Regions from separate parts of the Hordeum vulgare genome. Here region 1 is linked to region 2. The links are chromatin contacts, called in public Hi-C maps. All regions are on one chromosome and are shown on one strand. The core of a region is the stretch at or near the end of the contact, and the rest is flanking DNA. Distances in the headings are between cores, read along the strand shown.

Evidence for each region. A called contact is a pair of places that touch in the nucleus more often than the background predicts.
Region 1: a contact with region 2 is called in a Hi-C map of seedling, with 4 times the contacts expected there. The contact joins the promoter of LOC123437728 here to the promoter of LOC123437679 in region 2. A contact is called at or near these places in 2 of 6 Hi-C or Micro-C datasets (leaf and seedling).

What each region holds. Positions count from the first base shown.
Region 1 is chr1H:367,938,832-367,945,651 of MorexV3_pseudomolecules_assembly, reverse strand. It overlaps LOC123437728 (DDB1- and CUL4-associated factor 8-like), which reads right to left and starts at 5,348. Exons shown (of 5, transcript XM_045115729.1): 1 at 5,142-5,348; 2 at 4,334-4,585; 3 at 4,099-4,242; 4 at 3,263-3,988; 5 at 2,252-2,767. The coding sequence starts at 5,255. The coding sequence ends at 2,537. LOC123437744 (tetracycline resistance protein, class A-like) reads left to right here. Exons shown (of 14, transcript XM_045115730.1): 10 at 1-21; 11 at 117-158; 12 at 257-335; 13 at 482-552; 14 at 800-1,096. The coding sequence ends at 862.
Region 2 is chr1H:367,136,713-367,143,610 of MorexV3_pseudomolecules_assembly, reverse strand. LOC123437679 (serine/threonine-protein kinase BSK1-2-like) reads right to left here and starts at 2,460. Exons shown (of 9, transcript XM_045115726.1): 1 at 2,009-2,460; 2 at 1,762-1,897; 3 at 935-1,068; 4 at 418-523. The coding sequence starts at 2,380.

The DNA.
Region 1 (6,820 bases), core at 4,099-6,598, 800 kb before region 2:
AGCATTCTGGTCAGCCCTTGTGTGAGTAATATATATCAATATTACCTCTTTTGCTTTCATTTTCGGTCCATGTAACCATGTCAACAGTTTCTTTTCATTGATTCTATTCTTAACAGATACGGAGCATTGTATCAAAAAAAGTAGGGCCTTCTGAGCAGGTACTAATTCTGAGCTAGATGAAATTGCTTATTTTATTTCCCCTAAGATATTAGATACCCTTTGTGAATCAGTTTCTCTTTTGCAATGTTTATTCAAGGGAATGGTTCAAGGCTGTATCACAGGAATCAGCTCAACTGCAAGTGTCATATCTCCTCTAGTTTTTACTCCACTCACAGGCAAGCATCTGTCATTATCTTTGCTGAGCACATCTAAACTCAGAACAAATTATGACTTACATGTCCTTCTTACTTCTTTCATCCCTGGCCCACGAGCTTAGCCAAAGATGTAATTAGCTATAACGTTTTTCCCATTGGTTTGACAGCCTGGTTCCTATCAGAGACAGCACCTTTCAACTTCAAAGGCTTCAGCCTGGCTTGTGCTGGATTTGCTACGGTAGGCTCCCTAATTGAACACTGCTATGGATATGGTTAAAATACTTCTCTGTAGAATTTAAACCTTACTGCACATTTTTTGTTTAGTATATATTTCTTGATTTATGGGTTTCATCTCTAGCCTACCCCAACTTGTTTGGGACTAAAGGCTTTGTTGTTGTTGTTGTTGTTATATATTTCTTGATTTTTATATATGAACTTCTAAGTAGTTGATATTGACTTCTAATTTCTATTGTACATTCTTGCAGTTGGTGGCACTCACAATGAGCATTAATATGAGGCCAGCAGAGCTTCAGACAGATACCAGATAGAAGAACTAGTGAATACATGTCTATATAGATGATAGATGCCTATAATGCTAATACTCTTACTCAGTATCAATAGCCGTTGTCAATTAAGGTAGCTGTTCCATCCTCTGCAGTTGACAAACAGGGACAGCAAATAGTGGTGTAAAGTATCAAAAGTACAATCAGATCCACAGGCTTCAGTTTGTAAATTATAGTATTCGATAACTGACACTACAAGTACAAGGTTGATTCGACATAGCTAATTAGTTGCGAGTGTAAGGCTGGAGTAAACCAACTATGCATAGTTAGCACAATCGTTGTGCAAGAAAGGGACCTTTTTGCACGGGAAATACCCCTTGGTTCTCGGGTGTACATGCACCTGATATGAGGACAAATTAACAATTGCGAAAAGAAGTAAAAAAAATCTGATTTTTTTTCGAAACAAACTTGACATTCTGTTGTGCCGTATAAAAAGTTTCACGAAGGAAAAACTCCCATCGACTTCAGGCCAAAAAAACATAAAATTTTGAGGATAAAAGTGTGAACAGTAACTTGTACATAGTGTTGATTTTATTTTTCACTCAGAATACCATGAAAGTCATTCCTTGGCGAAACTTTTTATATGAGTACAACAGAAGGTCAAGTTTTTTCCAAAAAAGCTTCAGAATTTTTTAAACTTTTTTGCAATTACTAAATAATTTTTCCATATCAGGAATAAAGTAATAATAGTTTTTTCGGAAATAGTAGCCAAGCTAGTTTAGCGTAGGTATCTTCTTAATGCATATTGATGGTACTAGATGTTTTACATTGATTTTTCTGTCACACGTTGTGTCCTAACAAACATAACATTCAAATTAGAGGGATAAAGTTATGTGGGTCACTGACCTGTTAGTGCTGAGGAGTGAGGATTTCTTTTGTCCTTTTTCTTCTCCACAACTGCATTAACATCCAATTGTGTAAATTCATGTTCATTTCTGCCAGCCCATCGTTCTAAGTTGATCTGTTGCAACATTGAAATATCAAGTAAGTAGAAAAAACCTTCAAATTACACATCTACTTCCTCCGTTCCTAAATATAAGACCTTTTAGAGATTCCAATATTGACTACATAAGGAGCAAAATGAGTGAATCAATCTCTAAAATACGTCTATAAACATCCGTATGTAGTCCATATTGAAATCTCTAAAAGGCTTATATTTAGAAACGGAGCGAGTAGCAATTATTCCAAATTGGACCAAATAACAGAGATGAACTTATCAATATCAATTCTCAACATCCTCTTCATCAGACCATTATAGCTTAACAAGCAACGGATATGAATTAAACAAGATGCTTAGCAAGCAAAGTGGAAATGAACCAAACAAGGTTACTCATGCAAACGCAGGACATTATAGATACATAATCACAGATGCAATTTTCCAAAAAAAATAATATTTGAAGTATTTGCTTCTTTCTGTTAAAAAAGTAGTGCCGCCAAAGCTGCTCGGTTGCACATTCTCAAAAGATACTCGCACGCCATGTCCACATTTCAAATTTCTCAACAAAATACCCTTTCTGGAAACACACATATCTATAACATAGATGAGAATCACAAGCTACATACGCACACTAATACTATTATCATCCATAAAAATGGATTAATTATTATCGTATATACAAAATTTTGCAATATCCCCCAAGGACAATTGATCATTGGCCTCTATTTTCCAGAGTCATCAGAGGTTTCCTCATCCTCATCACTCTCATCAGACAAGTTATCTCTGTTTGCAGCTTGCAGTACAAGATTAAGCAGTTCTGTGTTGTCTTCAAGATCCTCAGATGAATCTTCTCCAGCTGCTGGTTGCCTACGTCGTGATGCCAGCACATGCCAGACCAATTCCTCTGGCAAGGCAAATTGCCAGAGCTTTGCTTTCCTCTTTCGGGGCTTCAACTGGAACATACATGTGATGATAAGATAAAGGCAAAAGGTTCCAAGTTAAAATCTACACCAACAAATTAAAATTTTCTTCCTAAGACGAATGAGAACGAAAAGGTAAATTGTTGTCCAATCGTCCAGTAATGACATATTTCAAAGCCTGTGAACTTTGTTGTAGTGGCATACTGGCATGCTTCTGAATCAAAGAATAGTAATGGCATATTTCAAAACTAGAAAGTTTGTGGTGGCATATATCAAATTTACCCTAGAATTTACATCTCAAAGGATAAAGGAAGGTGCTGAATTTTCAAGAGGAATGAATATATAGCCCTGTAAAAAAATTCTACAGATTAAACAAAATGTTTTTTTATCGGTAAAGAACTAATTATCAGTCGGCTCTTGAATTTGTTTATTGATAAATTATGAAGTTAATGTTACATGTAGGATAGAAAATAATAGGTCATTAGAAGTTGAGATGATAAGAGCCGTATAAAATGCTAGGAGGTTTACCTCCTCAACATTAACCACTCGTGCTCGTTCAACGGCAGAGGGAGTCCATAGCTTCACATCATTATCAATTCCACTGCTTGCAATTGTCATAGCATGAGGATGGGGCTCAATACAATTGACTATGCATTCATCACCCTCCATTGCCCGTAAAAAATTCCCATCTCTCTTCCTCCAAATAAATAACCGACCACAGTCTGACCCACTGGCAACATATTCATGATTTGGCCCAATAAAAGTCACACCCTTCACAGTCTCACAATTGCGATGCCCAACATATACCTGAGGCGCAGGTTGATCAACATCTTCACCAGATGCAAATACTGTTGAGTTGGACCCTTCACCGCCTCCAATTTTGGCGGGTGATTTTGGGTCAGGTCCCAGCCCTCCAGTTTTAGGGAAGAGGTAAATATTCTCATCATTGTAAGATACAAGCAACTCACTCTGGTGAGAGAATGCTAACCCTGTTATTCCAACATTCTTATCGCCAATAAGATGTGGTGGACAATAGCAGTCAGATGGCTGAGCGAAATCAGATGATCCGCTCGACTCGCATTTGCGGATGTCGTAGACACGAGCAAAAGAATTGCTTCCTCCAACTGCAAGAAGATTTGGATTCCGTGGATCCGTTGTGATTGCATTAAGATGGACATTAAAGGAGAATCCTGATTTAGCCAGAGATTTTCTGCAAATAAATAATTCTGTGGCTGTATCTGTCCTCAAATCAAACTGCACAGGAACGAAAATGGTCAACTACAAGCATTCAGATACAAAGATAAAATGTTGCATGTGCACGCATGAGAGTGAGAAAGGGCATGTCTTGGGGCTTGGGACCTTACATGTTGAACATGGCCATCTTCGCCACAACTATAGAAAATATAAGGGCTTCCAGGCTCTATAGCCAACTTGTGAGCCCTTCCATCATGTTCACCAAGCAATGAAGTAAGCACATCCCGGCCATCCTGGATCTTGGCAACTCTCACCTGATTGAATTAACAGATTGTAACCTCTGAACTTACTATCACCATCTGAAACATCATGTGAAGTATATGGAAGAGAAATTAACACATCTACCTCGCCATCAGCAGCGCAGGTGACTATGGTGCGATCATTTGTGTAAGGCATGAACCGTGCTTGGAACACATTATCGGCATGGCCCGAATGGAACTGCATTTTAACTGCACCAGTGTCCCAATCCCACAGAATTACCTTCTGATCATCTGAACCAGATACGAGGGTGTCACCAGCGGCATTGAAGCCCACTGTGTTCACACATCCCGTGTGCTTGTTGAGCTTCCTGTGAATCTGGAGGCGCATTACGAGCTCCTGGATGACAGCACTTACATTAGTAAGTAACAGCATTAAATAAATGCACACATGACACATTCAGTCTATTTGCTGCTACTACTTGATAAGGAAGAAGCTAATGACCACTTCAGAATTCAGGTCAAGCTATTCAATTCAGAACCCTTTTGATTGCCAAATCATGAGGTCAAGATACTGCTCTGCATTTAGAAGATTCTGTCACATACAGTACTATAATACCATTATTAACTCATTCCCCGATCAACAAAACCATCATAGTCCAATGTAAGTAGCAATCAATGAACAAAATAATATACGACTGTGATCCCCAAGCACCAATTCGAGAAGCAAATTTGCGTCGGCTAATATCAGCCGTGGTCCAATCCCACCCAACACTAAATCTCAGCTAAATCGGCAAGAAGACCACGGCCCGAACACTGCGCGGAACGATCCACAGCTGGGCGGTGGCACATGGCTGGCTAGTGCCTATGCCTATCCGCACCCGTGATGGATCGATCGAAGCACAAATGGGGGGAGCGAGGCGGGGTGGATGGGGGAGGGAGGGAGGGAGAGGGACCTCGGAGGCGGCGGCGCGGCGAGCGAAGCGGTGGGGGAGGAGGTCGCCGACCTCGCGGAAGCAGAGCTCGGCGGCGCCGTGGCGCGCGGTGGGGTGCTTCCATGGGCGGCGCATGGCGAGGTGCTCCGAGCGACGAGGCGGAGTGCTGCGATTGCGTTTCGTGGTGAACGCGAGCGGGCGAGCAAGTGAGGAGGGGGCACACAGCGAACGGCAGATTGGTGGAGTGCTACCGGAGGTTAACCGCTGCAGACAGGCACACGTGTCGCAGAGAGCGGATCCTTTGCGCCGTAGGCACGCGTGTCGCAGAGAGCGGATCCTTTGCGCCGTAGGCACGCGTGTCAGATAATAACTTTTATCTTGATTTTTTTTAAAACTTATGTCATCTGAACATCACATTCATCTTAAAAACAAAAAAAAAAAAAAAAAATTCTTAAAAAGAAAAAGAAAAAAATATTACCTTATTTTAAAAAGAACTTTAATAAAAATATTACTTTATTTTTAAAAAAAATTTATTACGACCAACAAACATGCATCACGTGGCGTAGCTGATTGACCACCATTCTAGAGATGCTTAATGTGTTTGATATGTAGATCATGCTTCATCGAGTGTACTACTACTGTTTGTGTTGTACTTCTTCTGTAATATTTTCCAAAAACATTAGTGATTTAAATAATTTCATCTTTACCTTAATCTTTATCTAATATAATTTTAATCTATCTCTCTATTTATCTAATATAATTCTAATCTATCTCTCTAACAATAAAGTGGCTACCATTTTTGTCTGTTTTACTGTCGTGGTGATTTTATTAAAAAAAATGTATGATATTAAATAATTAACCCGTAGTCCAAAAAATAAGTGAAAAAAAATATTTCGTCTTTTTGCCCACGTGTTTGACAAAAAAGAAACCCATTCCCGAGTCAAGTGAACACGCCTCCCACCCTTATTTGGACCCGTCGCCGGCCCACATCCTTCATCGTGTTGTCCTCCCGCATTATAGCATGCCTCTCCACCACCCTCCTCGCACCATGACGTGCCTCCTTGATACGTCCATTTTGCATCATGTTTTTCTACTGTTACTTATAATGTTTTTATGCATAATAATGCTTTTGGGAGTATTTCTAATGCATTTTCTCTAATAGTATGCAAGGTTGGCACAAAAGGGAGGAATACCGGCAACTGGAAATCTGGACCTGAAAAAGCTACGTCAAGTTACCTATTCTGCACAACTCCAAATGAGTTGAAACTTCACAAAGATTTTGTGTGGAATATATAAAAAATACTGGAGCAAAGAGCTACGGAGGTGGGCCACCTGGTGAGCACAAGACACCAGGGCGCGCCAGGCCCCCCAAGTGCCCCCTGGTGGGTGGTGCTCAGCCCGGCCCACCTCTGGTGCCCCCCTTCTGCTATATATTTGGTTTTGACCTAAAAAATATAGAGGAGGACTTTCGGGACGAAGCGCCGCTGTCTCGAGGCGGAACTTGGGTAGGAGCACTTTTCCCTCCGGCGGAGCGATTCCGTCGGGGGAACTCCCCCCTCCCCGGAGGGGGAAATCATCGTCATAGTAATCACCAATAACCCTCTAATCTTGGGGAGGCCAATATTCATCAACATCTTCAACAACACCATCTCCTCTCAAACCCTAGTTCATCTCTTGTGTTCAATTTTTGCACCGGAACC
Region 2 (6,898 bases), core at 1,211-3,710:
TTTGTCTAAAGTCAAACTTCATAAAATTTGACCAATTTTATAGAGAAAAATATCAACTTTCACAATACGAAATCAATATCATTAGATGCGTCATGAATTTAGGTTTCATATTGTATAGCTTCAATATTGAAGATGTTGATATTTTTTCATACAAATACGGTCAAACTTTACGAAGTTTGACTTCAGATAAATCTTATATGTGGAATCAAAAGGACCGGAGGGAGTACATTGAACCAATATCTTAACAAAGGTACTATATTTGTCTTTCCAGTGAAAAAAATTGTTATTCAGTGCCAATAGATTAAAGCTTCATCCCCTGAAATTCCTATTTTTTTGAGAAGTGGAGGATAGCAATAATAAAACTGAACTCCTACAAGAAGAAATATTTCATTACTAAATAAGAAAAGGGCTAAATACCATTTCTCAGATATTCTGGAGGTGTGTACGCTAGATTTGTGCTATAACTTTTCCCATCCCTGCTGTTTTTCATCAGACCAAAGCATGAGAGACGCGGATCACCATTCTGCAACCAGAAAGGTTGTTAGACGCTTCGCTTACATGCATGATAATTGGTACAAAATGACATGTTCAACTGTTAGATGCTATCAACAACTCATAAAACCTACTTGGTGAAGTTGTAAATAAATTGAATGCATCACATCTTCCAAATGTCAATGTAAGTTCTGCTAAACAATTTTCCTAGTAACCGAATTATCCTAGTTTATATGTGTCATAAACAGTGCAGAAAAAGACAGCTTACTGCTAACATTTCCGTTTCTTGTTAACAGAAAAAATCTTAACTATTTTTAGGTAAAAAGAAATCTAAACCTGAAAACCTCTAAACATCGCCACCATGGCCATTAGCACAAGACAGTAGTCATTGGTCTGACAGAGTTCTATATACTTAAACAGACTTGTCTTACTGATCATTTACCTCGTCAAAGAGGACTCTGTATGCATTTAGGTCATGATATAAAGAGCGTTCCTCATTGCTGCAATATCCCAATGCTTCGGCAATGTAGCATGCGACTCTCAGACGCATAGCCCATTCAATAGTCTGGTTTTCCCCTGCACAACGGCAAAAGTATGGCGAAGAGCAAATTAATTTGATAGTTATTTCCAAGGCCGTAACAAGTATGATAAGTGCCATCACTTGTCGATATTTAACTCAAAATGACCAAATTAGCAATCACAAACAGGATGTGTGCAATATTTCCCTTGTATCCAAGGTGATAATCAAAATAACAAGTGAGCATGGGAGCTGGGAACCTAAGGGGAGGTCAATCAAGCATTAACTATCAATATCCTAAGTTCTACATCAAAATGCTGCAAGCAGCTGCACTGAGTAGAAGCCTTGTGCAGAAATAATAACTTCCCTTTGGTGATAAATGTCATCACCAGTAAGTCTTTAACTCAAGAATGACAGAATTAGCAATCACAAACAGGATTTGTTTAATATACATAGAAACTCATATCATTTGTGATAAACTACACTCAATTGCAGCCAGGGAGATAATCAAAATAATAACAAGTATGAACTATCAATTGCTTAAGTTCGATATCAAAATGCTGCAAACAACTGCACTGAGTAGAAGCCTTGTGCAGACACAGTAACTTGCCAAATTCCGCACTTGCTTACCTCGTCCCATAATTCAGCGACATGCACTAAAGCAAAGGATCCCCAGGTTCAGTAGAATCAAGAAACGGCCCGGGCAACTACTAAGCAAAGACAATATGCGCGGGGCTACTTGGGGGACTCACAGTGGAACAGGTGCTTGGCGAGGGTATCGTTGGACATGAACTCGGCGACAAGCAGCCGCTCGTCGCCGTCGCAGCAGTAGCCGATGAGGTTTGCCAGCCTCCGGTGCCGCAGCTTGCCCACCCCCTTCGCCTCCTCCTGGAAACCGACCAAACGAGCAATTCGTCAAAACCATATGTCCCCTCTAAACCCCCAATTCAGCCACACACCAAACCACGAGCTCCTCGCCTCCTCTCCCTCCCTACCTACCGCGAACTGCTTGGGGTCGGGCCAGGCATGCTTGGCGAACTTCTTGACGGCGATGGCGCGAGGGGCGGCGCCTCCCCGCAGCCGGCCCCTGTAGACGAGGTTGGGGGCCTTCTCGCCGCTCTCCGACACGATGTTCCCCGCCGCGAAGCCGTCCGTGGCCGCGCGGAGCTCCGCCAGCGAGAACTCCGCGAGCGCCGGGACCTCCTCCACCCCGCGCGCGGCCGGCGCCGCGGCCGCCGGGGGAGCGGCCTTCTGCGCCTTGAGGGAGAAGGAGGGGCGGTGCGGCGGCGGGGTAGGGGGAGCAGGCCGCCGCGGGCCGGGCGGCTTCTCCGCGTGGACCCACGACCGCAGCGAGGAGCCGCAGCAACCCATGAACGAAGCGTGAGGAGAAAAGTCCGTCGGCGTCTCCCGCTGGCCGTGCCTTTTGTTGCGTGCGCGGCTGTGCGCTCGTGTGCGTGGGAGCGAGGAAACGGAGACGGTTTTTGTAACTTGCTTTGCTTGCGGCTTCTCTGGGCTCTGGTGTGGGGTCTCGTTCGCTCGTGCTCTTTGGGTTACGACCACTGTAGTCTGTAACGCAGACGTCGGCTGAGTCCATTTCTTCCTTACCAGATGACGCACATGTGTACACACACGCTTGTTATATAATACGACCACCCAAGCTTGACAGGTCATGCACAAATGTTGACCGAGACAAGAAACTACGAGCATCTCCACCCGCGACCTCAACACGCCATCTTCAGGTTATTTTTTTCACCGACGAGTGAAAAACGGCTTACTTGCGCCCTTAGGAACCGGTTTTCGTTAGGACCGAATTGACCCTGACGGTCCCAAGCCGAATCAAGTGCGTTGGGGGGCGCCCGGAGACGGTGGCAGAAGGGAAAACGACGCGCCGGGTCCTTGTCAGGCGAAAAGAGGCATTTTCTTCTCCAGAGCGCACCACACCTTCCGCCACCGTGCCGATTTCGGCGCCACCCCATCTGCCTACCGCCGCTACAAAGGCCATCTCCCCATCGACTTCGCTGCGGATTCGCCCCCTCCCGTTTCTTGGCGAGTTTTCTCGGCACTCCGGGCACGTACACGGCTGCGCATCTGCCACGCCCGCCAGGTGTTCGGCGATTTGCCTGGCCCATGGACTCCGACGACGAGAAGACGTTCGCGACGCTAATGGAGGAGGAAGTCGATGTCGACGCCCAGGATGAAGAGCACCGCATGGTCCTCGCCTCTCTGGTTGGCATGTTCGCGAGCAATGCAGAGCCACGACGAGGTGGCTCGGCGTCGGGCCGGCTGAAGGCAAAGCAGAGGCATTGACTGGAAGGCTATTGCTTGCTCTACGCCGACTACTTCGCAGATGCTCCTCTGCACGGCGACAAAGTATTCTGACGTTGTTATTGTATGAGCCGGAAGCTATTCCTCGGGATTGTGGATTCTATCAGGGAGTTCGACAGGTACTTCAAGTGCAAAAGGTATTGCATCGGCACACTTGGATTCACCTCGCTCCAGAAGTGCACGATAACTATGAGGATGCTTGCGTACGGAGCTCCCGGTGATATTCTGGAAGACTATGGACGCATGGCCGAGTCCACCACCATTGAGTGTTTCTATAAGTTGTGCAGGGCAGTGGTGGCAGTTTTTGGACATCAATATTTGCGATCACCCAATGCTGAAGACACAGCTCAGATCCTAGCACAGAATGCAGAAATAGGATTTCCTGGGATGCTTGGAAGCATCGACTGCATGCATTGGAAATGAAAAAAATTGTTCATTTGCTTGGCAAGGGATGTACAAAGGCGTCAAAGGAGGTTACAGTGTGGTACTTGAGGCAGTGGCCACACATGACCTCTGGATTTGGTGCTCCTTCTTTAGTATGCCAGGAACTCACAATGACATCAACGTACTGCAGTGCTCGAATGTCTTTGCCAAGCTTGTTGAAGGTCATGCTCCTCCCGTTAACTATGAGGTCAATGGGCTCCACTACAACAAGGGATACTACCTAGCATATGGCATCTATCCGAGATGGTCCACATTTGTGAAGACTATCTCAAATCCTGCACCCAGGAGACAAGCACTCCTATTTTGCCAAGCGTCAAGAAGCTTACCGGAAGGATGTCGAGCGGGCATTTTGTGTGCTTCAATCTCGTTTTGCTGTTGTCCGGTACCTCGCTCAGACCTGGTCAAAAGATCAAATGTGGGAAGTCGTGACTTGTTGTGTTGTCTTGCGCAACATGATCATTGAGAGCGAGCAGGAGGAGCTAGTGTTTGACACTGAACCATATTACAGGCAAGGTCCTCTTGGCTAAGTTGATCACCAGCTACCGGCAACCTGGATTGCCTTCCTCAACATGCGTTAGAAAATCCGAGACCCTGATACGTCTCCATCGTATCTACTTTTTCAAACTCTTTTGCACTTGTTTTGGACTCTAATTTGCATGATTTGAATGGAACTAACCCGGACTAACATTGTTTTCATCAGAATTGCCATGGTGTTGTTTTTGCACAGAAATAAAAGTTCTCGGAATGACCTGGAAATTTACGGGGATTTTTTGTGGAATATATAAAAAATACGAGCGCAAGAATCAACCAGAGAGGTGGAGCTGAGAGCCCACAAGCCCACCAGCCCCCCCCCCCAAGCCGCGCCTGGCTAGCTTGTGGGGCCCTCGGGGCTCCACCGCCTCCAATCTCAGCTCTATTTAGTCCCTTTCGTCCGGAAAAAATCAGGGAGAAGAGTGCATCGCGTTTCACGATACGAAGGCGCCGCCACCTCCTGTTCTTCCTCTGGAGGGCAGATCTGGAGTCCATTCTGGGCTCCGGAGAGGGGAGATCGTCGCCATCGTCATCATCAACCATCCTTCATCGCCAATTCTATGATGCTCTTCACCGTTCGTGAGTAATCTCATTGTAGGCTTGCTGGACGGTGATGGGTTGGATGAGATCTATCATGTAATCGAGTTAGTTTTGACGGGGATGGATCCCTAGTATCCACTATGTTCTGAGATTGATGTTGATACTACTTTGCCATGCTTAATGCTTGTCACTAGGGCCCAAGTGCCATGATTTCAGATCTGAACCTATTATGTTGTCGCCAATATATGTGTGTTCTTGATCCTATCTTGCAAGTTGTAGTCACCTACTATGTGTTATGACCCGGCAACCCCGGAGTGACAATAGCCGGAACCACTCCCGGAGATGACCATAGTATGAGGAGTTCATGTATTCACCAAGTGTTAATGCGTTGGTCCGGTTCTTTATTAAAAGGAGAAGCTTAATATCCCGTAGTTTCCATTAGGACCCCGCTGCCACGGGAGGGATGGACAATAGATGTCATGCAAGTTCTTTTCCCTAAGCACGTATGACTACATACGGAATACATGCCTACATTACATTGACGAACTGGAGCTAGTTACATATCTCTCCGTGTTATAACTGTTTCATGATGAATAACATCTGGCATAATCATCCATAACCGATCCAATGCCTACGAGTTTTTCCTACTGGCCCTTGCTACGTTACTTTGCTGCTACTGGTGTCACTTCTGCTACTGTTACTCTGTTACTACTGTTGTTACTTTGCTGCTACTGCTTTCACTTTGCTGCTACTGGTTACCGTTGCTATTATTGCTATCACACTACTCTGCTACAGATACTTTGCTGCAAATACTAAATCTTTCAGGTGTGTTTGAATTGACAACTCAACTGCTAATACTTGAGAATATTCTTTGGCTTCCCCTTGTGTCGAATCAATAAATTTGGGTTGAATACTCTACCCTCGAAAACTGTTGCGATCCCCTATACTTGTCGGTTATCAAGACCTTTTTCTGACGCCGTTGCCGGGGAAGCCAAGTCAAGAATATTCTCCCGTCAACGTGTTATTTTCTGGCGCCGTTGCCGGGGAGGCATAGCTATATTCTCTGAGTCACTTGGGATTTACGTTTGCTGGTCACTATGAGGAATCCGAAAGATCCAAGAACTAAAGTCTTGCCCTCAACTACGAGGACGGGTAAGGAACTGCCATCTAGCTCTGCACTTGATTCACCTTCAGTTATGAGTAAGTTTGCGACACCACCTCCTGCTAGAAATCTTGATATGTCGCATGTGCTTGATGATGCTACTTCTGCTATCCATGATGCTTGTGATGATGCTATGCTTGATACTACTTTGCCACTAGGTGCATTCCTTGATGCACAAATTGCTAGAGTTGCTTCTACATGTGATGATACTTATGAAACTGCTGAGATTATTGAAGTAGAACCTGCTATTTTGCCTGTTAGAACTAGCTCTCCTAGATATGAATTGCCTGATATGCCTGAGGGTTATGTTATGGAGGGAGAGATAGCTAAGGATTTTCTTGCGTGTAAGGATAGCTATGATGTTGAGAAATTACTGCGCAAGTGGAAAGAAAAATCTCTGAATGCGAGGATGAAATACGACCCGAAGTTTGCTACTTCGCCTATCTTTGTGACCGATAAGGATTATGAATTCTCTGTTGACCCTGAGTTAATCACTCTGGTCAAATATGATCCTTTTCACGGTTATGAGTCTGAAACGGTTGTAGCCCATCTTACCAAACTGCACGATATAGCCACCCTATTCACGAGTGAGGAAAAGATCCGCCACTACTATATCCTTAAATTGTTTCCTTTCTCGCTAAAGGATGATGCTAAGACTTGGTTCACTTCTCTTGCTCCTGGTTGTGTGTGTAGCCCCCAGGATATGATCTACTACTTCTCTGAAAAATATTTCCCTGCCCATAAGAAGCAAGCTGCCTTGTAGGAAAAATACAACTTTGCGCAAGTTGAAGAAGAGAGTCTCCCACAAGCTTGGGGGAGGATCATCCAGCTACTGAATGCTTTGCCTGATCACCCTCTTGAGAAGAATGAAATACTTGATATCTTCT